Regions from separate parts of the Mus musculus genome. Here all the other regions are linked to region 3. Evidence: chromatin contacts called from public promoter capture Hi-C data. All regions are on one chromosome and are shown on one strand. Each heading gives the region's core, a stretch centred on a gene start, on an enhancer-like site or on the middle of the called end of the contact. The rest is flanking DNA. Distances are from core to core; before and after follow the strand shown. Region 1 holds the start of Polr3k (polymerase (RNA) III (DNA directed) polypeptide K). Region 2 holds the start of Tcea2 (transcription elongation factor A (SII), 2). Region 3 holds the start of Cables2 (CDK5 and Abl enzyme substrate 2). Region 4 holds the start of Arfrp1 (ADP-ribosylation factor related protein 1). Region 5 holds the start of Prpf6 (pre-mRNA splicing factor 6). Region 6 holds the start of Stmn3 (stathmin-like 3). Region 7 holds the start of Dnajc5 (DnaJ heat shock protein family (Hsp40) member C5).

What was found. Promoter capture Hi-C pulls out the DNA fragments that hold promoters and counts their contacts. Capture Hi-C pulls out chosen DNA fragments and counts their contacts.
Region 1: a promoter capture Hi-C map of embryonic stem cells shows a contact between it and region 3, with 16 times the contacts expected there. The contact joins the promoter of Polr3k here to the promoter of Cables2 in region 3. A contact is called at or near these places in 2 of 39 promoter capture datasets (embryonic stem cells and liver) and 1 of 9 other capture datasets (liver).
Region 2: a contact with region 3 is called in a promoter capture Hi-C map of pre-B cells, with 2.2 times the contacts expected there. The contact joins the promoter of Tcea2 here to the promoter of Cables2 in region 3. A contact is called at or near these places in 1 of 39 promoter capture datasets (pre-B cells) and 1 of 9 other capture datasets (macrophages).
Region 4: a contact with region 3 is called in a promoter capture Hi-C map of liver, with 2.9 times the contacts expected there. The contact joins the promoter of Arfrp1 here to the promoter of Cables2 in region 3. A contact is called at or near these places in 7 of 39 promoter capture datasets (embryonic stem cells, liver, neutrophils and 2 more) and 2 of 9 other capture datasets (adipose tissue and liver).
Region 5: a contact with region 3 is called in a promoter capture Hi-C map of pre-B cells, with 5 times the contacts expected there. The contact joins the promoter of Prpf6 here to the promoter of Cables2 in region 3. A contact is called at or near these places in 5 of 39 promoter capture datasets (the C10 cell line, liver, pre-B cells and 1 more), 2 of 115 datasets of contacts at active chromatin or transcription factors (astrocytes and pancreatic cancer cells) and 1 of 9 other capture datasets (adipose tissue).
Region 6: a contact with region 3 is called in a promoter capture Hi-C map of liver, with 4 times the contacts expected there. The contact joins the promoter of Stmn3 here to the promoter of Cables2 in region 3. A contact is called at or near these places in 6 of 39 promoter capture datasets (cranial neural crest, embryonic stem cells, hematopoietic stem and progenitor cells and 3 more).
Region 7: a contact with region 3 is called in a promoter capture Hi-C map of fetal liver, with 5 times the contacts expected there. The contact joins the promoter of Dnajc5 here to the promoter of Cables2 in region 3. A contact is called at or near these places in 3 of 39 promoter capture datasets (fetal liver, liver and pre-B cells) and 1 of 115 datasets of contacts at active chromatin or transcription factors (embryonic stem cells).

The regions. Positions count from the first base shown.
Region 1 is chr2:181,863,035-181,866,312 of GRCm38.p6, reverse strand. It overlaps Polr3k (polymerase (RNA) III (DNA directed) polypeptide K), which reads right to left and starts at 1,953. Exons shown (of 3, transcript NM_025901.3): 1 at 1,744-1,953; 2 at 280-367. The coding sequence starts at 1,854.
Region 2 is chr2:181,678,984-181,682,125 of GRCm38.p6, reverse strand. It overlaps Tcea2 (transcription elongation factor A (SII), 2), which reads right to left and starts at 1,829. Exons shown (of 10, transcript NM_009326.3): 1 at 1,651-1,829. The coding sequence starts at 1,719.
Region 3 is chr2:180,272,016-180,275,039 of GRCm38.p6, reverse strand. Cables2 (CDK5 and Abl enzyme substrate 2) reads left to right here and starts at 1,575. Exons shown (of 10, transcript NM_145851.2): 1 at 1,575-1,940. The coding sequence starts at 1,585.
Region 4 is chr2:181,363,314-181,366,672 of GRCm38.p6, reverse strand. Arfrp1 (ADP-ribosylation factor related protein 1) reads left to right here and starts at 1,269. Exons shown (of 8, transcript NM_029702.4): 1 at 1,269-1,454; 2 at 1,962-2,068; 3 at 2,275-2,362; 4 at 2,577-2,659. The coding sequence starts at 1,976. Zgpat (zinc finger, CCCH-type with G patch domain) reads right to left here and starts at 1,250. Exons shown (of 6, transcript NM_001048148.1): 1 at 421-1,250. The coding sequence starts at 1,001.
Region 5 is chr2:181,599,620-181,602,807 of GRCm38.p6, reverse strand. Prpf6 (pre-mRNA splicing factor 6) reads right to left here and starts at 1,489. Exons shown (of 21, transcript NM_133701.2): 1 at 1,277-1,489. The coding sequence starts at 1,347.
Region 6 is chr2:181,312,629-181,315,787 of GRCm38.p6, reverse strand. Stmn3 (stathmin-like 3) reads left to right here and starts at 1,288. Exons shown (of 5, transcript NM_009133.3): 1 at 1,288-1,594. The coding sequence starts at 1,576.
Region 7 is chr2:181,518,677-181,521,946 of GRCm38.p6, reverse strand. It overlaps Dnajc5 (DnaJ heat shock protein family (Hsp40) member C5), which reads right to left and starts at 1,462. Exons shown (of 5, transcript NM_016775.3): 1 at 1,250-1,462.

The DNA.
Region 1 (3,278 bases), core at 704-3,203, 1.6 Mb before region 3:
TTACACGTACGTACGTGTGTGTGTGTGTGTGTGTGTGTGTGTGTGGTGGATGGTACAGAGTCACAAAAAAAAAGTTTCCATCAGTCAGCTCTCTTCTACTCTCTGGGCTCCAAGAATCTAACAGGTTTGGCAACAAGTGCTTTTACCTGCTGAGCCATCTCACTGGCCCTAATAACAGACAGGGTTACATTATAATAATAAATTTATTATTATTAAATATAATAACGAGTAATAATAAGCAGGGTTGAGTCCCTAGCTCTGTTATGGGAAAATCCTCACCTGCAGTAGAGTCCACATTCTCCCATGCAGCTGCTCCACCAAGCACGTCGTCCACTTCTTTTAGCTTTGGATACTTTCGGTTTGTTACCTAATAGAAACAAGACATCAGATTTGAAGTAATTGTACAGTTTTACAAGTGGGCCACCAAACTACAATCTCCCTCCAGCATTCCCTCTACAAAATTTATCTTCTTCAAAGAGCAGTGTGAGTCACTGAAATGTAGGGGTCTTGTGACTGGGATGTCCCCCAAAACAGCACAGAGGTTCAATGTCAAAGGTCTCTAGAAACAGAAGGAAACACCAGACAGAGCAGGAAGAAAAATCAGCCTAGTAAAACCTCACTCTTCTCTCATACCCCTCAGACACCTAATAATCCAACAGGAGTGACAGACATTTAACTGGGTATACCAGCACTCCCCAGGTCATTTTGGCTGCTTTCCTAAGTTTATCAGGCATCCTTCTAATTTCGAAATTATGTCACAACTCATCTTACCACAAATCCAGACTCTAAACTCCTACCATACAGCTCTAATGAGCAAACATTAAGAATGAGATGTCACCAAGGCCCAGTGGTGCACACCTGCAGTCACTGAGGTAAGGAGGAACAAAACAAGAGTTGAAGGGTACACAAAACACCAAGGGCTAGAAATACAGCTTTCTGGGCTCCAACACAAGCACCACACACACAAAATAGCAACAAGGATATAAAATATTAGAAGGCAATGCATTCTGTGAAAAATATAAAAGGAATGTGGATAAACTGAAAGTGCTGGGGTTTGGTTTGTTTCCTGTGCCTGTGCGTGCGTGTGTGTGCGTGTCTATGTGCTATGCAGCCCAGGTGAGCCTTGAACCTATTCTCCTGCCGCAGCCTCTCCAAGTGCTAAAATTATAGACATGCACAAACAGCCAGAAGGGCAGGAATCTAAATAAGGTAGCCATTATTTTAAAAGAGGAGAGGGAGAGAGAAAGGAAGAGGGAAACAGAGACGCATACATGCACACATACACGGGGGTAGGGGGTAAGGCGGAGAATGAATAAGTGTGATATGTGCCTGTGTAAGAATGACTCGGGCAAAAGGAAGGACCTAACAGTACTGCGTACATGGTGAAGATTCTCTAGAATAACGACAGGGGCTGGGAGCAAAAGAGCCACAAGAAGAACCCAAGGATTTCAAATCAGAGGCGAGGCGCGGACTGGTACGCCAAGGACAGCACGAGGGGAGTGTAGGTTTAAAAGGTATGAACTAAAATTCTCACAATTTTCGGAGTATCACAAAGTGGGCAACGGAGAGCTAGAGGGGGGTGGGGGGGCTTCGACGTGGCCGGAGCGACGCCACTGGAGCAGCGACTGCTGGACTTGGGGTACCACCGCAGCGAGAGCACAAAAGCCTGCAGGAAGGTCTGAGCGCGCCGACGCTTGCTGTGCCTCCCAGAAAGCAGAGAAGGCACCCGTCTGTGGAACTTACCTTACGGGTGATATTATGGACGTAGGGGCAAGTGTTGCAGGCGAAGCGATGGCAACGCTGCCCCTCCTCCACAATGAGTCCGTTCCCGCAGCCCGGGCAGAACAACAGCATACTGCCAGCTTCCACACCTCGCTTCTGTCTGGCGCTTCCGTGGTGCAGGCGCCCAATCAAAAGCCGTCTCACTTGCTCCGTAACTGGCAACCCGGGATCCTCAAGACGTTCCCAGTAGGCACTGCGGCGGGCAGCCTCGCACACTCCATTGGTCACCGCAGATAATCCTTTCCCATCCAGCCAATAGCATGCTGCCTGCACGCCCAGCCCTGTCGTTTCTGCGCGTGTGCACACGTCTCCCTAGCTGAAACGCCAAGAGGACTGGACCGATAATGCTGGCACCACCAGAGTACCCAGGTGAGAGGTTCTGGGTGATGAGGAGACACTTGCCGCACTCCGAGCCATGGACGTGTTACAGGAGGATCATGCTGCTCCGCAATATTCTCATCCGGAACGGACAGAAAATAACCAAATGTCCCAGGAACACTGTCCCCATTGTTAATACTACGTCTCAACTGCTGTCTGACTGACGTACGATATCCTATCTGGACCTGCCATTCCTCCATCTGGCCATTTCTTCACCTAGTTTCATTCTGCCCTTTCACTTACACAGCTAGACTCAACCCTGCAGGTAACAAATACCAGCAGCTCCTTTTCACAGACGTCCAGCTGACTCTTTTATCTCATTTCCTATAGACATTTATATTTCCCAGCTCTGGCTTCTCAGATTTCTTTGAAACTCCTTGCCTCTTTAATCCTCTGCAGTCATTCTGCAACATGCACATGTATGTGTGTGTTGTTTTCTGTTTGCTTTAACTATACACAAACTAAATATCCAGGGAGAGGAACCCCAATTGTGAAAATGTCACCATAAATTGACCAGTAAATAAGTCTCTGGGGGCATTTTCTTGAGTTAAAATTGGTAGGAGAGGGTCTAGCCCATTGGGGGCGGTGTCACCACCAAGCCAGTGGTCCTGGGTGATATAAGAAAGCAGAATGATGGGGCTGAAGAGATAGTTCAGCTGTTGCTTGTTCTTATAGTGAACACTGGTTTAATTCCCAGCACCAATATGGTAGCTCACAAACGTCCATAACCTCCAGTTCCTGAGAATCCAATGCCCTCTTCTGACCTCCGTAGGCACCAAGCACGTCTTTGGTGCACGAACAAGCATTCAAAAAAAAAAAAAAACAAACAAACAAAAACCCTCATACACTTAAGTAAGTCTAAGAACAAAATGGAGAGAGAGAAAAAAGCAATCTGAGAATCTGAGTAAATCATGAGGAGCAAACCAGTAAGCAGCATCCCACCATGGTAATGGCTTCTGTTTCTGCAGCAAGTTCCTGCATTGACTCCCCTAAACAATGGACTCTTGACATGTAAGCCAAATATTTATGGCTAGTTTTGTGTCAACCTGACACAGCTGGAGTTATCACAGAAAAAGGAGCTTCAGTTGGGGAAATGCCTCCATGAGATCCAACTGTAA
Region 2 (3,142 bases), core at 580-3,079, 1.4 Mb before region 3:
ATAAAGGTGCCAACAAGCTGTACAACCTAAGTTCAATCTCCAGAGCCCAAATGGTGGGAGGAGATAACCAATTTCCAGGGGTTGTCCTCATACTTACACACTCACCGAGATAACAAATGTAAAATAAATAAAATTAAATATACAAAGGGAAGTTTTTCTTAAAGCCAGCACCTACAAATCCCATAGTCTCACTTTTTATCTCTTTTCCAGACTGGTCACCACCCTCCTCCTAGGTACTGTAACAGAAAACCCTGATTTTCTTCCTCTGCCTAAGCTCTGTTCTTTGAACCTCAAGGGTAGGCAGGCTCCTCTGGTTCCTACCTTAAACCTCACTCTGCTTAAGGCTGCTCTTCTCTTTACCACTTCCAGGTTATATTCAAACACCTCCTTCCTACAACTGAGACAGCCTTTTCTTCTAACACCCAACACTATTGTGTTTGCTGTCCTCCAAGTTTCCACTATGAGCTCATTTGTCTTTATATGCCACAAAGAGGCAGAGAAAACCAACCCATCCAGCCGTGGTAGGGGCTGGGGCTGACCCTTCAATCTGTGTGACTTATCTGCTCAGGCTGCAGCCTTGTTTCATGGCCCTAAGTTAGTAAGCTGTACACCAATCAGCCCTGAGGTGGCTGACTTTGCTAAGAAGACCTGATCCTTGGAGCCAGGGGCATGCATCCACAATAGCCCTGCACTCCCATAATGAAAACCCAGATAAACCATCAGCTGTTCCAAGGAGCCTCTCTCAAGGACTACTGGAACCTCTGCAGGTTCCCTTCTCAACTGTACAGTCCTATCTGTGGCCTTCCATCCTTACTGGGTCTCCCTTTGGATTCCCATCCTATCTCTGCCACCCTTAGTTCCAAGTTTGTCATTTGTGCTTTCTCTTACCGGAAAGAAGCTCCAGCAGGGCCTCTGTAGCCCAGATGATTGCAAAGTGGGTTCTGTTTCCAGTGTAAAGGCTTATGTGGGCACTTAACCTACTTCCTGTTTTAGACCCCAGCCCTCCAACCCCTAGAGCAATCCTGCTCATCCCCAAAAGCTGTCCTGCAGCCTTCTACTTCAAGCACAGTCCTGGGGAGGCTGTACAGACTCATGACTCAGCCACTATCTGGGCTGCCCTCAGAGCGGTGCTGCGGATGCTCTAGAGTCACTCAGTCTTAAAGCCACCTCCTAAGTCCCTTCCCACCCACGGAAGGCAAGATTGCAGGTGCCATCATCCCCTAAGGATGCTCCTCAAAGGCTACGCAGGTGACCATGGTCGGAAGGCAGGCTGGACTGCCAAGCCCACACTGGCCAGGGGTCTCAACGCCACAGGCTCAACTGTCTGCCCAAACCGACTTGCTGTTGCCTGAGGCCTGACTAAGCAGGGGAAAAATTTATTAAGAGAAACCTGGTGCTGAAGGGTGGGGGGCAGACAGGGGAGACAACGGCTGGGCCAGGGACGCCCGCGGCCACCGCTGGGCGACGAACAGAGGGTAGCTTTCGGTCAACGCGGCGTCCATTGCGAAGCGGCAGTCCCAGGACAGGGTGGAGGGCGGGCCTGGGCAAGGGGTCTCGACTGACTGGGCTAGGTATCACTCTGCCCGAGGGTAGGCTCAGACGGTCTCCGCGGAGCGGGGCCCCAGGGTCCTGGCGGCCCGCGCCCCTCACCGCGTTCTTCCTGGTCACCATTTTGTCCAGCCTCCGGGCGATACGAGCAATCTCTTCCTCCTTGCCCATCACTACCTCGGTGGCGGCGGGTTGTGCCGGTTGCGCCGCCCGGCCTGACCTCGGCCGCCGCCGCCGCCTAGATCCGCGGTCCAAACCTCCGCCTGGCGGCCGCGTGCGACAGAATTAAAAAAAAAAAAAAAAAAAAAGAGTCCCCGCCCCCGGGACCACAACTCCCAGACGACTGCGCGGCCTGCGGCCTGCGGCCTGATTGCCCGCTGGAAAAGGTAGTTCCGCAGGTATCTCCGCCGGACCACGGCCCCACGTGCCCACCGAATGCCAGGGGGAGGGAGGACCTAGAGGAGGGAGAAGGACAACCCTACTGCGCTCAGGTCTTTAATTCAACCCATCTGAGCAGCTTGCCCTGGCGGCCGGTCGCGCCTTCACTAGTGCACTTAGATCGCCTCCACTTCCGAGAGTCACTCAGCTCACTCCACACACTTCACTTGGTACCAAGCCGAGTTTGGGGGCTTTCTTGGCGCTGCGCAGGTGGCCGGGACTCTGAAACGGTTTCTCCGCAAGAATTCAGGCTTTAGCCAAGCAATGTAGGCTCATGCCTTTTTAATCCCTGCACTCGAGAGATAGAGAGTCAAGCAGATCCCTGTGAGTTCAAGGTCAGCCTGGTCTACAGAGCTAGTTCCAATACATTCAGGGTTACACAGAGAAACCCTGTCTCGGGGGTGGGGGGTGGGAGTGGGGAGAACTATTCAGGTTCTGAAGTCAACCTAACGGTATAAACCCCAAGTTCTGCACATTGTTGTACGTCTCAGTCTCCCAACCTGTGAAGTGACAATGACAGAGGCTGCGATCAGGAGCCTCCGATTCATATTTTACACTGAGAACAGGGCAGGGTACTGAGGCAATCCGCTACTGAGGCATTACCTCAGGAAGACCCTAACCACGTCCAGGAAAGGGAGAATGGTGCTCTGCTCTTCTTCTGTCCTATACATGGTGGCAGGTGTGCTGGTACTAAAAGTCAATCTGAATTTTTTTGTACCCAGGAGGCCAGAGTGCAAATGACATACACAAATGACCTAAGCTGACCGTTTTAATCAGTTATGACATCTTTACCATAAGAAAAAGGCATGGAACTTCTTGAAGGCAACAAAGCTTTTCCAGAGGTGCAGTGATGGCTGAACCCAGCTCTCTAGTTTCATACCACCTCTCATTCTGCCCTTTACTGAGAGCTGGGCCCTTGCTCTAAGCTAAACCCAACAACAACAACAAAAATTCTGGGAAAGGGAACCCTGTGTTTGAGTACTGAATTAATGCTTTCAGGACCCTACCACAAGACAGGCAGTAAGAGAACCACAGGACCTTCAGCCATGCTGTGTTTGGCTGATGACTTGACCCCATCAAGGGACTGCCTACTGAGTAGTCCCAGCTCTGACTGGTCCCAATGATGAGCAACAGCAGCCTGTAGGTGGCAGGAGCC
Region 3 (3,024 bases), core at 326-2,825:
TGTTAGCCACGATCAATTACCCATCCCAAAGCAGCTTAGTCATACAGCTAGCACCTCATACTACCAGAGACCAAAACTCAGAAAGGTAAGCAGCCTGAGTGTGAAGGACACCACCCCAGGTCAGCAGACACCATGACCCCCTGACAGAAATTACTCTCTCTGGGAGTGCCCACCACTCAATGGACCAAGCCCTGCGTTCTACTAGACAGGAAAACTGTCCACCTTGTCACTGGTTCCTGGCAGGGTAGCTAGGAAAAGGCAGTGGAGAAGAGGGGGGTCAGAACAGAGTAAGGGTAAGCCTACTTGTTCAGGGATGACAGGGAGATGCCATGGATAGAGGGGGGTGTCTGACAGAATCAGCCTGCCTGAGCCTTAAAAGCAGGGAAGGAACTGGCAGTATGAACTCCTATAGGTAACACTACCGATGGCTTCTCCCAAGGAAAGAAGCCACTTCCCAGGGATCTCTCTCCCTCAACCAACTCCACTCCAGCACCCATTTTAAGCAGCCACAGGACCAGAGCAGGCAGTGACCATAGACCAAAAAGAACATTGGGGAGATTTTCCTTTGTGTTTCTTCAATGATCCATCAAACACTTTAAAGACAAGAAGTCGCCGGGCAGTGGTGACGCATGCCTTTAATCCCAGCACTTGGGAGGTAGAGGCAGGCAGATTTCTGAGTTCGAGGCCAGGCTGGTCTACACTATACAGAGAAACCCTGACTTGAAAAACAAAACAAAAGAAAGATAAGAAGTCCACATAGGTTGGGAGCTGGAAAGAGCAGGTGATGGTAGGGTGAAGACTCTGTACAGGGAAGGGCCGACATACACACACGGTACTGAGCCAGAAGGGTTTGTATACTCGAGTCCTGGACATCCTCCACGAAGGAAACTGAAACTCCAGTATCATGCAGACTCAAGACCACGTCCATGAGGCAACTGAGATGTCAGCTGCCCTCAGACCATAGACGGGTGTCTTCAGCAGTCAGTGAGGAGGCCAGGCGGCACAGCCCGGAAGTTACAGGCTCTGGTGGAACATGGATGGATACCTGCCCAGAAGAACCCCAGGGCTGAGGGAACACCCCGGAGCAAGTGACCACAACAGGCCCGCACCCTGAGTCTGCAGCCCATAATGAACATTCGCTGAAGGGTGCCCTGTACACCGAGTCCTGGACGGGAGAACAGGACACAGGTTCCGTGCACCTACCGACCTTGCCGTGTTTAGCCACGCCAAACCTACAACAGACAGAAGACTCTAGGACTCAGGGGAGCGCCGGGGCAAGCCACATATCGCTAGCCGATCGAAGGGCTCAGAGGAGCCTCATTTGCATGCAGGCGCGCCGCAACCAATGGACAGGGACCGCGGAACTATATTTGCATATGGGCGCGCCGCGGCCAATGGGCGGGAGCGACGGGGTGGTATTTGCATACAGGCGCGCCGCAACCAATAGACAGGAACCGCGGAACTATATTTACATATGGGCGCGCCGCGGCCAATGGGCGGGAGTGACGGGGTGGTATTTGCATGCAAGCGCGCCGCGGCCAATGGGCAGCTGCGCGGCGGCGCGGCGCGGCGGCGCACTCGAGCATGGCCGCGGCTGCGGCGGGAGGAGCCCCGGGTCCGGCCCCCGGCCCCTCCAGGCCCGCGCCGGCCGCCCGGAACCCGCCGGCCGTGCCGCGGAGGCGCGGGGACTCCCGGCGCCGTCAGGCCGCCCTCTTCTTTCTCAACAACATCTCCCTGGACGGACGGCCCCCGAGCCTGGGTCCCGGAGGCGAGAAGCCAGCGCCGCCGCCGCCACCGCCCACCGAGGCCCGCGAGGCGCCCGCGCCGCCGCCCGCTCCACCTGGAGGCCTCCCGGGGCTGCCAGCCAGGCCCGCGCCCCAGGGCCTGCTCAGCCCCACGACGGCGCCCGCCGGCCTTGGCCTGGACGGGCAGCGCCAAAGGTGAGTGGGCTGGACGGGGGCGGCTGCACGCTGGGGTCAGGGTGGTGGCCTAGAGGCCTAACCAGCACTCCGGCTGTGTGACCTATGGCCTTGGCAGCCCGGGGCACCGGTGGTGGTGAGCCAGGTCCCTCCTCCCAGGTTGTGGGGTAGTTGACCTATGGGTTCGGGTAAGCCACAAGCTCGGCAGACCTGGACATGGTTGGGATGAGGTGGGTCCATTCACCCCGCACACAGGTATGGTCACCTGGTACCCATCAACTTAACACTCAGAGGTCTGGGTGAACCGGAATGGTCAGCCCAGGACACAGGGTCAAGATGACCAGCCCAAGATCAAGGTGTCGGGTAATTAGGGAAGAGGGTTCTTCAGCCCATAATGCAGGAGCCAGGGTGGTCCAGGGATCCTTCATTCTGGTACTTGAGGGCCCATCACCGCAGCGTGCAAGAGTCAGAGAGGCTCGCAGTCCCGTCTGTCCTTGACTGGGACTGAGGTGATGTGGCAGCATCAGTCCAGAATACAGGAGATGAGTTTGGGATTAACTGAAGCTGGTCAGCCTCCAGAGGGAAGGGATAGTCCCACTAAAACTGTCAACTTCTGGATATGGGGTCAGCTCTTTACCTTGAAAGTCCCACTAAAGCTGTCAGCTCCTGGATATGGGGTCAGCTCTTTACCTTGAAAGTCCCCTGAATATGGATTTCGGAGTTCCCTTGGTCTAATTGACTCTAGACACATCCCTCCCCTGGCTACCCTACACAGAGACTCACAAACACTTTTTACAGGCTGTGTGCCCAACTCAGCTTGTGGGCCAGGGTCTTACCTACCTGGTCTCATCTCTACTCGGCCTTATACACCTGACCACCTCCCTGCCCTCTGTCCCACACCTGCTGGACTCAGGGTCTGCAACATGTAACTGTTCTGCCTCCCCTGCCTGGATCCTAGGATCCTTCATCCTAGCCCAGGACAGCTCTTATTCCTCACTACTCCCCCATTCCCTGGCTATGCTTACTTCCCAGATGGCCGTAGCTACCAGCACCATGTGGGTCTCAGCCTGCTCAGCTCCCTCTTGCATTCTCAGCCTTCACCTAA
Region 4 (3,359 bases), core at 20-2,519, 1.1 Mb before region 3:
AGAAAAAAGGTTCCGAGCTGGAGATGTAGCCCAGTAGAAGTGGTGGCCTCCACCTGTAATCCTAGCATTTGGAAACTGAAGGCGTTCAGGATGTAGTAGAGTTGCTGACGGATCAAGAATTCAAGGACATCGAGAGTTACTACACTGCTATCTCAAAGGGGAAAAAAAAAGTTTTACACCTTGGAGAAGAATATTGATGAAGGATTGCCCTATCTTTTCAACATAAGCTCTTTCAAACTTCTTGATGTATGCAAGAAAAATCTAAGTAAACACACGGAGAACACTTCTGTAAAAGCCTGTCAGTCACCTAAGGTTTGGACTCTATTACCAACTCTGCTGGGTGCCAAACTAGTTGTGGCGACAGGCCACAGCGGTGGTCCCGACTGCGTGCCCTTCATTGCTAGCAGCAGAGGGTTTTACCTGCAGTTCTCCTTGAACCGGCACTTTCCCTCCAGGAAGAACGGACAGGGCTTCAGGGACTTGTGGGTAGGGTATAGGTAGAGGACTCGGACGCACGCAGAACCATCCTCCGCCTCTTCGGCGCCCACTACCATAGCGTTGTGATACTCCAGCGTGCCCCAAGCGCTGTAGTAGGGGGCATTCACTTTAGCACCGCTCAGTTCCTCCAGATCTGGGTCCTCCTCCTCCTCCTCCAGTGCAGAGGAGGTGGATCCCGGCTGCACCTCGCTCCCAGGGGCCGTCTCCGAGTCATTGCAGGGGGCGCCGGGCGCTTCCACTTCCTCCGCAATGGCCTTCTGGAAAGCCAGGTACTCAGCATCCTCTTGAGCTGGGCTCTCCTGGTCCACTGTAGACAGCAGCTTGCTCTTTCTGACCGACAACAGGCTGGCCTCGGTGAGCTCAATCAGCTCCTTTAGATCGCCCTGCAGCTGACGCAGGTCCGCCTGCTCAGAAGCGTCTAGGCCAGCACCGAGCGCCAGCTCTACCTGCTGCAGCTGGGCCCGGTAGGTCTGCAGGGCAGTCTCTAGGTTGTCCTCGTCCATCCCGACCCAGCAGGCAGGATTCGGAACCTTTACCGCAGACAAAAACAGGAGGAAGAGCAGTAAGAACAACTCAGGGCAACGCCGCCCCCAAAACCGCTAGGGAGCCTGAGGAGGGCCGCGGTTCCGCCGAGGGGGACCTGCACGTCACCCGCCCCGTCCTCTGCGGCCCGCAACCCCACCTCCGGCCGGCGCTCGCAGGCTAGAAGGGCTTCCGCCCTCGCCAGCCAAGCTCACGCGCTAGCCTTCTGCCCTCCGCCGGGCACTTCCGCCGGAGAGCCGAAGCTGCCGGAAGTACCTGCGCGCGGGGGCCGCTGGGATGCGATTCCGCCCGTGCTCCGTCCTTCGCTCCTTGTTCCGTCAGGCACTGTGAGGGGTCAGCGTGAGGTCGGTGGGGTTAGGAACGCGGCGGCGGCGGCGGCGGCGGCGGCGGCTCCTCCTCCAAGATCTGAGCAGGTACGGGTGGGCCTCAGCTGGACTGAGGGGCCGGGGTTCTAAAGTCCTGGAACAGGGGGACGGAAGTGGCTTCAGCTGCTGGTTCCCAGGCTCCGTGGGCCCGGCGGCGGCGGGAAGCCGAAGCCGACCCTCCTCAGGAGCTCTGCCTCTCTGGTCGCTTCCTAGACTTAAGTCGCCGGCCGCGTTTCCTGGTTCTGAGTTGAGGGTTCGGAAAGAGGAGCCTTAGGAAGGCGGAGCAGAGCAGGCCGCCACGGGCTTTTCAGGACTCCGAATTGATGGTGCATTATGAAAGATGACATTAAGTGGGAGTGGCCCAGGTCTAGCACGTGGTCAGCGATGGCATCGGGGGAATCAGGGTCAGGGATTTTAACAGAAGAGGCGGGATGGGGGCGAAGAGTCAGGATCCGCGAGGCTACACATTTGAAAACTAGCAGGAGAGGCGGACCGCTGATGAAGCGGGCAGGGCAGGAGGCCGATGCCCCCGGTACACACATTGACATCTCTCAGGGTGCCAGAACAGGATGTACACGCTGCTTTCGGGATTGTACAAGTACATGTTCCAGAAGGATGAATACTGCATCCTGATCCTGGGCCTGGACAATGCTGGGAAGACGGTAGGTCCCTGCTCTCTCACCAGTTCCCATTCCCTGCCTGATCTAACCCCCGCCCCAAGGCTACAGGTTAGTAGTCACCAGCCTCCTGAAGATCAAGCCACAGGCAGAGGCGTGCATGGCTGCATGGGTGTGAAGGGATAGGTGGGAAGGACACCAGAAAACTACTCTAGCTGCTGCTATCTAACCCCCTCTCTTTTTTTCCTCAGACTTTCCTGGAACAGTCAAAAACACGCTTTAACAAGAACTACAAGGGGATGAGTCTATCCAAAATCACCACTACCGTGGGTCTAAACAGTAAGGGGGCACCTTAGGGATATGATCTTAGGAGGTCCCTTAGAGATGGATGCTGTAAGGTCCACAACCCAGCTGACCAGTGGTCAAAACCCTGTCTTTCTATTCTGTGTTCAAGTTCCCTAGGATTGGTACCAGAATGGTTTGTCCCATCCTGGGGAGAGCTGGAACCTTGTGTGTAAAGGTCAGGAGCTAGCTCTTTCTGTACTCTTTCCAGTTGGCACTGTGGACGTGGGAAAGGCTCGTCTCATGTTTTGGGACTTAGGTGGGCAGGAAGAGCTGCAGTCTTTGTGGGACAAGGTAAGACACATTACCTGTTTGATCCTGTTTTTCTCTAGATGGCCCCTCATAGTCTTTTCTGTGAGAGTTCCACATTTACCCCAAAGATTTTCTAATTTTTTTTTTTAAGTTTTTCTGGTTTTTCGAGACAGGGTTTCTCTGTGTAGCCCTGGCTGTCCTGGAACTCACTCTGTAGACCAGGCTGGCCTTGAACTCAGAAATCTGCCTGCCTCTGCCTCCCAAGTGCTGGGATTAAAGGCGTGTGCCACCACTGCCGGGTTTTAAGTTATTTTTATTGGGGGAGGGGTGCGTGTCACAGCATGCGTGTGGGCGACGGGGCTAATTTGTAGACTGTTTTTCTCACCTTAATGTGGGTTCCAAGGATCAAACTCGGATTATCAGGCTTGTGTAGCAACCACTTTTACCTGCTTATCATACACATGGCTCTGTCTAAAGGTTTTTTCTTGGATCCTATCCCAGGTTCCCAAGTTGCTTTCTGTCTCACTCTGGTAAAAACCAGGGCTAGAGTCACCACGAAAGTGACATCAAGGGAATTCCCCCAGGGAGTACCCAATCTTTTCTTCAATCCCAAAGAAAGAAGCATTGTTCATTAGGGTAGTCTATGCAGAGCGCTTACTGAGGAACTCAGTGAGGACTATAGCCTATCCTCTAACAGGTGGATAAAAATGGCAGTTCATAGACAGGGAGGGCCCAAAACCTG
Region 5 (3,188 bases), core at 240-2,739, 1.3 Mb before region 3:
CAAGTCCTTTACAAAAGCAGTAAGTGCTCTTAACTGCTAAGGAATCTCTCTAATCCCTTTTATATTCTTTAAAGAGGTTGGGCAAGACATTGGAATCAAACCCAGGGCTTTGTCAGTACTGCTCAGCTACATCTTCAGCTGCCCTTTTAAACTATTTATTTATTTAGTGTGTGCGTGTGACCTGACATATCTGTAGAAGTCAGAAGACAATTTCAGAGAATCAGTTCTCTCCTCCTACCTCGTGAATTCTGGGAACTCAAACTCAGGGTTGACAGAGCCTTTACCCTCTGAGCCACTTCACCAGCCACCTACTTGCCTTTTTATGTGCCTATACCAAATTCCACGTTTTTCCTTTACTCCCCCAAAATCTGACACTTCGTAAACCCAACTAAAATGCCACACTGCTGAATATCTCTTGACTTCTGTCCTACTTTTTGTGCTTATTTATACCAATACCGAACTTGTCTTGTGAACTGCAAGTCTTCTGAAAACGGCTGTGAATGCCTCCCTTCTCCTACCATTACCAAGGAAGACTTATGTTTCCCTAATCAAATGCATAAAAAGTAGGAAAAATACTATTCATCTACCCAACACCTTATGACTAGTGGCACTGCCATCTCTGTCCAGACGGCTGAGAATTTGAACAGGTGACCTACAGCCACACATCCTAGAGAAAAATGTTTAAGGGAAGAAAGGTATAGCACACTCTTACTGTATACATCAAAGACTCAACTGCTTCTTACAGCCAACTCGCTTACGGATATTACTTCAGACACCAAGACACTGAGATTCAGACCCCTCAGTCATATCTTAGAGTGGTAGTCAGGCCTCATGAACCTACATATTTCGACACATACATACATACATGCATACCCACTTTGTCGGAAAGGCATTATGCCAAATTACCTAGTTGTGGCGGTGAAAGTTAACCTTGTTTTTGAGACAAGGTTTCGTTAAGTAATTCTAGCTGTCCTGAAACTCGCTGTGTAGCCCTGGCTGTTTTGTAATTCGCTATGTAGACGAGGCTGGTCTCTTAACTTAAAAACGAAGGCCTCTGCCCCTGCCCCATCCCATCCCACCCACCCCCCACAACAATGCTGGGGTTAGAGACGTGCGCCACTAGCTCCAGCCCCTGGTTTTTTGTTTTATTTTGAGACGCGGTCTCTCTAGCTCTAGTGGCTGCTAGTCCAGAATCGTTCTCAAATAGGCCAAGAGCGAGCTGTGTTCCAGGGCACCAGGCACCCTACCCGGGGCAAACTCCCCCCCACTGCCTTACCCCCTGCCCAGCCCGGGTACGTAGCCCAGCGGCGCAGGCATGCCCAGGAACGGCTTCTTCTTCTTGTTCATGGCGGTGTTATTGACCGAAACACAGAAAAGCAGGGGAGCAAGTATACGACAGAAGACTCAGAGTCCTCCGGGTGTCGCAGCAGTAAGAGATGCAGGCACTACGTCACCCGCGCACCGGAAGTAGAGAGCTGGGTCACGGAAAGCCCCGCCCACCTAGAGCTTCGGGCGGAAGTCAAAGATGTGGGTTTGCAAAGTGTTTCCGGCCAGCGCTGTGTGCAGTGTTTGTTGCGGGAAGACGCGCGTGCGCGTGACGGTATTCGGTATCGCGCCACAAGGACGTGGGTTCGATTTTCATGCCAGCCTTGACGCGGAGCCGGAACGCATTAGTCCTGTTCAGGAGCGTTCCGGTGCAAGCAAGGCTGCGAAGCCACTTAGTTCAACCACCATAACCACTTCAGACTAGCCTTACTGTACTGAACCGTATGCGGCCACCGACGGTCCAGACTACGCCATCAGATCCGGGACCACTCCAACCCCCGCGCGCCTTCTGAGGACAGATGTATAGTGCACTCAACAGTGTGTGGGCCAGCGTCACAAGCTTGGGAGTGATTGTGTGCCCAGTGGCTTGAGTGGACTCACACCACTCTACTTTGCACAGATATTTTCTGTGTGCAGCTCCTCCCGAAACACAATGCCAGTCCCACCTGTTGTGTAATAATAGCTTCAGGCCGTGAATTAGGCTGTACAGGGCATTAACCCCACGCTATAAAAAGTTGCTTAGCCTCGGCGATGTCTACCTGCAGAAGCAGTATGCCACCCCTGGGAAACAACCCTGCTCCGAGTTAAACCTCAAAAATAGCTGTAAACTCCTGGTAGCTACTCTGTGTGTATGTCCCAGCCCTTTTAGGTTAGGGGCCCTCAGTGTTTAAATAAAGCAGTCTCAGCCCGTTGAGACAGTCTGCCTCTCAGCCTCACTTGTCTTACACCTCCTACACATGGGGAGAGCACCAGACTCTAGGGCCGACAGGAAAAACTGCAAGTTGTGCAGCCTGGACTCTGCTGGATCAGACAACCAGGCCTCTACAGCCAATGCTTTTCAGTGAGGTACTAAAGCAGTCCTGGCTCCCTAGACAGGTTTTTAGGGAGGAGCAGGATTGAGTCTGTGAACACTGACCCACAGGGAACTGTGCCTGACAGAGGGGCTTCACAGAGATAGGAGTATTGCCTGAAGTTCAAAGCAAAGTGGTCCGTAAATGAGGGTCAGCAAATACTCCAGTAAAGAATGAGCTAGTAGCTGACTCAGACAGATACAGACACCAACAGCCAAGCAGTGGATTGAGCTTGAGGATTCTTATGGAAGAACAGGGGAAAGGATTGTGGGTCCTGAAGGGGATAGGAACTCCACAGGAAGACCAACAGAGTCAACTAACCTGGACCCTTGGAGCTCTCAGAGTCTGAACCGCCAACCAAGGAACATACACCGGCTGAACCTAGGTTTCCCCACTCATGCATGGCAGATATGTGGCTTGATGTGGGTCCTAAATAACTGAATCAAGGGCTATCTCTACGTGGAATATGTTCTGCTAGCTGGGCTGCCTTGTCTGGCCTCAGTGGGAGAAGCACCTAGCCTCACAGAGACTTGAAGAGTGTGTGTGTGTGTGTGTGTGTGTGTGTCCCAGGGGGGGCCCACCTGCCCAGAGGAGAAGGGGAGGGGGAAAGATTGAGGGAGGGGGTAATCAGGAGGGGGCAGTGAGCAGGATGTAAAGTGAATAACTAAAAAAAAATTAAATAATCTCAAATATATATATATATATATATATATATATATATATATATGGAACGAGTTAGTGGAAATAGAAATATAGCTCGGTGGTTAAGAGAATTTCTCATTCTTGCAGAGG
Region 6 (3,159 bases), core at 39-2,538, 1.0 Mb before region 3:
GTGCTCCCTACTTGTCCCAGTAAGCCTTAATGTCACCTTAGCACAGCCTAGAGTCACACAAGAAAGGGATTTCAACTGAGGAATTTCCTGGATCAAAATTTACCTGTGCCCATGTCTTTGGGGGGACTGTCTTGATTGTTCATTGCTGGGCAGTACACTCCTAGGCAGCTTGTTACCTAAACTTTTTTTTTTTTTTTTTTGAGACAGGGTTTCTCTGTGTAGCCCTGGCTGTCTTGGAACTCACTCTGTAGACCAGGCTGGCCTCGAACTCAGAAATCCACCTGCCTCTGCCTCCCAAGTGCTGGGCTTAAAGGTGTGCACCACCACCACCCGGCTTACCTAAACTATTTAGGAAGGCCAGAGAAACATAAGCCTGTTTGTGAGCCAGAGAGCAGCACTTCTCCGTGGTTCCTGCTACATTTCCGTAAAAGTGACTAGGTTTCTTGGTCAGAGGTAATGCTTTATGGCTTAGCAAGCAGACCTGATTTCAAGTTCCTGCCTTGACTTCCCTCAATGATGGGTTGTAACCTGTAAAATGAAATAAATTCTTCCCCTCATGTTGCATTGATGAAGCTTATTTCCCGTCGGGGTCTCACTATGTAGTCTTGGCTGGCCTAGAACTCACAGAGATCCTCTTGCTTCTGTCTCTCAAGTACTGGAATGAAAGATATGTACTACCATTCCCAGCCCTTGACCAAAACATTTTATTACTCCAGGGATGAAAATAGAACACATATGCATGTATACACTCAACCCTAGCAAATCTCTCTTCTGTCTTCTGGAGTCTGACACTATGGCTCCATCTTATACCAAAGAAGCAAAGGCCCAGAGAGGTTAGGAACTCTTTCTCCATCAGATAGAGAATGTGAGAGCTGGTGCTAGAACCTGACTCAAGGTCACATCAAATCCCAGTCATAGGCCTTACCACACCCTTATTTAACCAGAACCTGCTCACTCTCTGGACAGAGTTACCCCAGATATTCTTGTAGGACAGTGTCACCCTTTGCAAACCAGTGAATCCCTTCCTTTCAGTACTTAACAGGGGCTTAGAAGTCATCCACCCTCTAGCAGCCTCTGTCACCCACCCTGACTATGAGACAAGCCCATACTCTGGCCCTTCTCCTTCCGTGCCTATTCTGGGGAATGAGTCTTATCTCCACATTCTCTAAGATACACAAAGCCATATTACAGGAGTGTCATCCATGGCTGCGGCAGATGAAATATAGGCCTCTTACTGCATCGTTTTACTTCTCTCCCTCCATCTCCTCCCACTGTCTTGTCTTTGATAGTTGCTGCCAGCGTTTGTTCGTCCACTGTCTGTCGGATCTGTCTCTCTCTCCCTCTTCTCTCTCCTTCTCCCTCCCTCCCGCCCTTCCTCTCTCCTTTCCTCTCTTTCTTCCTCTCCCCTCCCCTTCCTTCCACCCCCACTCCTCCATCCATCCCTCGCTCCCTCCCCCTCTTGCCGCGCCCGCCCTTCCTCCCTCCCCTCCACAGCATTGCAGCATTCGCAGACTGCAGCTCCCAGACACCGCCCGCATCCCTCCGGCCTCCGAAGCCCCAGCCGCCGCCAGCACCATGGCCAGCACCGTATCTGGTAGGGCTCGGGAGCCTAGGGGATCATGGGACCGCAGTGGGTCTTACCAGAGGCCATTGTCTAAGCAGAGGCCTCGCCTGATGCAGTAGCAAGTTACTGGCTCCGTTTTCCTGTGTCGGACCTTGTGCAAGGCGAGGCTGGGCTGGCCCTGCAAGAAGGGGGGTCCAGAGTTCTTAAGGGGTGGAAGGGGACTCAAGTGCGGAGGAGATGCTACTGGACGCGGGGTAGGAGCCGCGCCCTAGACAGGGTTGAATGAAACCGGGCTCCCCGGGGCATTACCCCTTCAGGCGCTGGGGTGCGGGGCCAAGGTGCAACTGCCGCAGAGCGGCTTTGCGGATTCTATGCCTGCGAACAAGAGTGCCTGCAGTTCGGCTAGCAGGTCCCCTAAGGCTCCAGCTACCTTGGGTTTCAGTGTCATTGAGTCTTCGTAGGGGGCTGAGGGGGAGGTGGAACCCTCCATAGAAGCCTGGACCTTGGTCCCTGAGAAATGGGGGAGGGGCGCAGGGACACAGGAGGGGACCTCTCAACCGCGCGGAGAGAGACTGGAGCCTGCGACAAGCGAGGCTTCCTCGCCTCCATTCCCCACTGTGACCGTTGTACAGGGGGACCACCCTCTGCGATGCTAGGGCCACCGGCTCCAGCCAGAAGAACCTCCGCCCTTTGCGCCACTGGGTATAAGTGGAGAGGCTACTGCATTTCCAAACCTTTCCGGGGTATGGGTGGGGTCTGCTTTCATAGGAAGCCTCCCACACCTCAGACTGCATAGAGGGTCGAACCGAGGCGGAGGAAAGGACACTAGCAGTGTACTAGGTCCCTGCATGGTTGCGGCGGCTCCACTCTTGACCTGAGAGGCTAAAGCTGGACAGCCCCGCCCAGTCCCTAGTCTCAGCAGGGTTTTTTTTTTTTTTTTTTTTTCTTCTGGGTGCCTGAGACTGCAGGACGCATGACACCCACCTCCTGACCTTGGTTTCCTCTAAGAGCCTCATGGTCTTGCTGCCTTACCTTCTCTCAGCCCAGAAGGCTGATCTCGGTCAAATAGGTCAATGCATGGTTCTCCCTGGCTTTGGCCCCAGGTACAAACTCCACCCATCACACGGTCCCTCCCTGAAGCCGCCCCTTAAGGCCAGAGATTTTCAGTACCAGCCAAGGAGGGGCCCACATGTGTAAAAGACACTTTAAGCACCAGCTCCAAAACCGTGGCTCAAACCTTACCTTTGTACTATAGCCAGACCTGGCCCCCTTTCCATCAGCCCTGGGGAAGCGTCTTCCTCTTGCTTAATGTCTCTCACATACCAGTTTCTTATGAGTTATCCTGTCCTCTCCAAAATGCTCACCTTCCTGCAGCCAGATCACAGATCAGGCCTGTCCCCAGGCCCTGCCAGTGGTCACTTGTCTTATCTGTTCCCCGGGGATCTGTCGTCCCAGAAGAAAGCTCCCCATTGTCTATCAAAATAAGCGAAACCATACCAAGGAATATGTCCATGACCACCAGACACTGCCCCTGACTGCAGCTACAACATATGGTACCTCACTTGCCAGTTGAACACTTGGGTTTCCTGCTTTGA
Region 7 (3,270 bases), core at 213-2,712, 1.2 Mb before region 3:
AAGCAAGGAGGGGAAAAGTAAAGCAGAGAGTCTAACATTCGACAGTAGACTAGTTACAGCAGTACACAGTGGAATAACAGAGGAGTAGAAACGAAGGATATCTCACATAACAGGAACATGAGAGTGGTCATGAAAAAAATGTCAAGGGTTGAGCACTTAAATTGGTTAAGAGACTAGCAAGGAGGCTGCTGGGGCAAAGAGATTGTGCGGCACGGTGCTTAAAGAATCCAAGGGCAGGTACCCTGTTCCCAAACCCGAACGAATTTAGAGGCTCCACTGGCTCCACACTTGCGGTCCACACACACAGGGCCAGCCTAAGTATGAAAATACTGATACAGGTAACAGATTCGTAACACATATTAAGTTAGAAACTGCGGAAAGTCCTGGCTTTTAATGTCACCTAACAGATCACGCTTTCCTTAAAGAAAGCAAATAAATGAACAAAATTATCCTACGATTAGAGTTTTGTCTTTAGGCAACCACGACAATATATGGGACAATATAATTCTTTGTGTTATTAAGTAGCGTTTTGATGTTTAAACAGACAAACCACTAGCAATTGAGACACACTGCCTATAAAGGATGAATGATCAGCTGAGCGTCCAACAAACGGCGACCCAATTTCCCCAAAGTCCAATCTGAAAACAAATTAAAGCTACCTTTTGCATTATTTTTCCGAAGATGCACTTAATGAATTCGGAGAAATCATCTCCTAGACACAAGGAAAAACAAGTCTTTAATCCAGCCATATAACACAAGTTGGAGCCTAAACGAATGAGTCCCTAATTCTCTCCCCAAAGAGCACGACACAAAATCGCCTCTTAAAATGTCGTCCCTAGGTATATAAACTAGGGGTTTTTTTATACATCAAATGCCTTTGAAATTTACAACTATAAGGCAATTTCTGCGTCCCAGAATGTGAACAAGCCTCGGAGCCTTTACTGCCCGCCTCCCTACACACCAGTTTCTGCGTTCCGGGAGCCGCGGAGGCGGCCGCGCGTGCGAACCGGAGTTGGCCCGGAAAGCCTCGTCTCCGCGCCGCCCCGCCGTGCGCAAGGTCGAGCAGGGCCTAGTGGTGCCCAGGGCCGGGCTCGCCGCCGCTGCTGAGGGTCGCCGCCATTTCCGCTGCGGGCAGCTTTCACCTCCTGCTGCGGCGCCCTCGCCCCACTTCCCCTCCCCTTTGCCCGGCTCCGGCAGCTTGAACCCCGCGGCCCCACCTAATTTGAGAGCCACTGGAGAGTGAGCTCACCTGTCGGCACGCCCGCCGGTCCACCGGTTCCGCGGCTCCGCTTTCCGTCCCGGGGCAGTGGTGGGCAGCCGGCCGGCCTACTGCTCGGCCTGAGGATCCCGGGCGGCGACAGCCGTAGCAGCGGCAGAGGACGGCGGAAGCAACACTGGCGGCAGCAAGAACGCGCACGCTCACTCACTGGCACGCGCGCCCCCGGAAAAAGACGTGTGTTCTGGCAGGTCAGAGCTGGCTGCGCAAGCGCCTAGAACCCAACACTGAGGCCCCGCCCATAGTCGGAGCCAATGTGGCAGCGCCGCACGAAAGCTCCGGAGCTCCGGTAGAACTCGGTCCCCGAAAGGTTGCGCCCCAGTTGACGATCACCGGGAAGGGTTAAGGTGGTGGGCGGAGCCTGCAGCTACTAAGCCGGAAGCTACAGCCCGGGAGCAGAGGCAAGGCCTAGGCTTGCGGGTTCGCCTCTGGAAGGCAGGCAAGTGGCACTCCGCGAGTAAAACTGCTCTTCTTCCAGTTGTTTGCTCAGTGCTTCATATAAGCCTCAAAAAATTTATTACTACTTACCAAAAAACTAGAGAGGGAGACCTTCATTTTCGTCTCAAGGTACTGCCTTGGGACTGACATTTTCGTTCATCCCTGGAGACCACCCAGAAAAGACTTTCCTGCCTTTCTTCCCAGTCACTGAAAAATCAACCGCCATTATTTAGCGATCCTTTAGGAATCGTCTGCAATGATATGCGTGGACGGTTAAGGACTTTTCTTCCCACTCTGTCTCATACAATCCTTGTTCACTCTGTTCACTTACTAAGTAATAAACCTAGTGACCCTTGCCTACTTACGCTGTAACAAACAATTTCAAGTGCTGTGCTTTTTTATTCCAGAGCTACCAATCTTCCTGGCCAGTGTTCCTACAGCTTTACTTTCATTCTTGCCTGCCCACCATTTTTTCTTATAATCTTTTTGGATTATAATTACATCATTTTTCCCCTGCCTCTCTCCAAACCTCTCATATTCACACACACACACACACACACACACTCACCCTTTCAAATTCATAGCCTCTTCTTTGTTGTGATATAGCTCCTAAATATATAAATACAGCCTATTCAGTCTGTATGTTAAGTAGGTATATGTTTTCAAGGCTGATCATTTGCTATGGGAAAACCAATTTCTATGTTCTTCCCTAAAACTGATTATTTCTCCAGCTCTCAGAATTCCTTAGTTAGCTAGGATTGAGGCCCTGTGCGCTTTCTCCCTTACACCATGCTTAGCTGATGTTGTCCTTGCTCAGGTCAGTTAGGCAGCCATGTTGGTTATGTTACTTCACGGATGTAGCTTCTCTGACATTTTAAGGAGATAAATCTTAGAGCGAACTGTCTGGTCCTCTGGTTGTTGCAGCTTTTCCTCCCCTTCTTCCACAATGATCTCTGAGCCTTAAGTTCAGGACTTGTGGTGGAGTTCTATCTGTGGGGACTGGGCTCCACCAATCTGCATTCTGATCAGTTTCAATTTCTGTAATGATCTCTATCTGGAGAAGATGTTTTCCTTGATGAAGAGTGAGAACTACACTTAACCTATAGGTGTAGGGATGAGTATTTAGGATGTAATTAGGGACTATGCTGGTTTAGCAACGTGATCCATGACTTCACTAGCCCCAGATAGTCGCCTAGGTTTCCAGGATCAGGCGTGATTTCTCTCTTATTGAGCAGGCATAAAGTCCAATTAAACAGCTGTTGGTTAACCAACAAGATATATGTGCCACTATTGCTGTCTGTCTTCAAGTCAGCTTTCAAAAACAAAGCAGATAATACTTAAGGCCTCCCATAACGCATTAAATAAATTCCAATCTTTTCTAACAGTGTCTTCTCCCTTCATCTTATACCTTTTTGCACGCTGGCTGAATTTGAATTGGCACATGTTCTAGGCCCAGATTGTCAGCAGATAGCTCAAGAAACTTAGTAAGTTGTGCAACATCAAGCAAGTAGCCAAAAACAAACAAACAAACAAACAAAACAAGAAACCCAATAAGC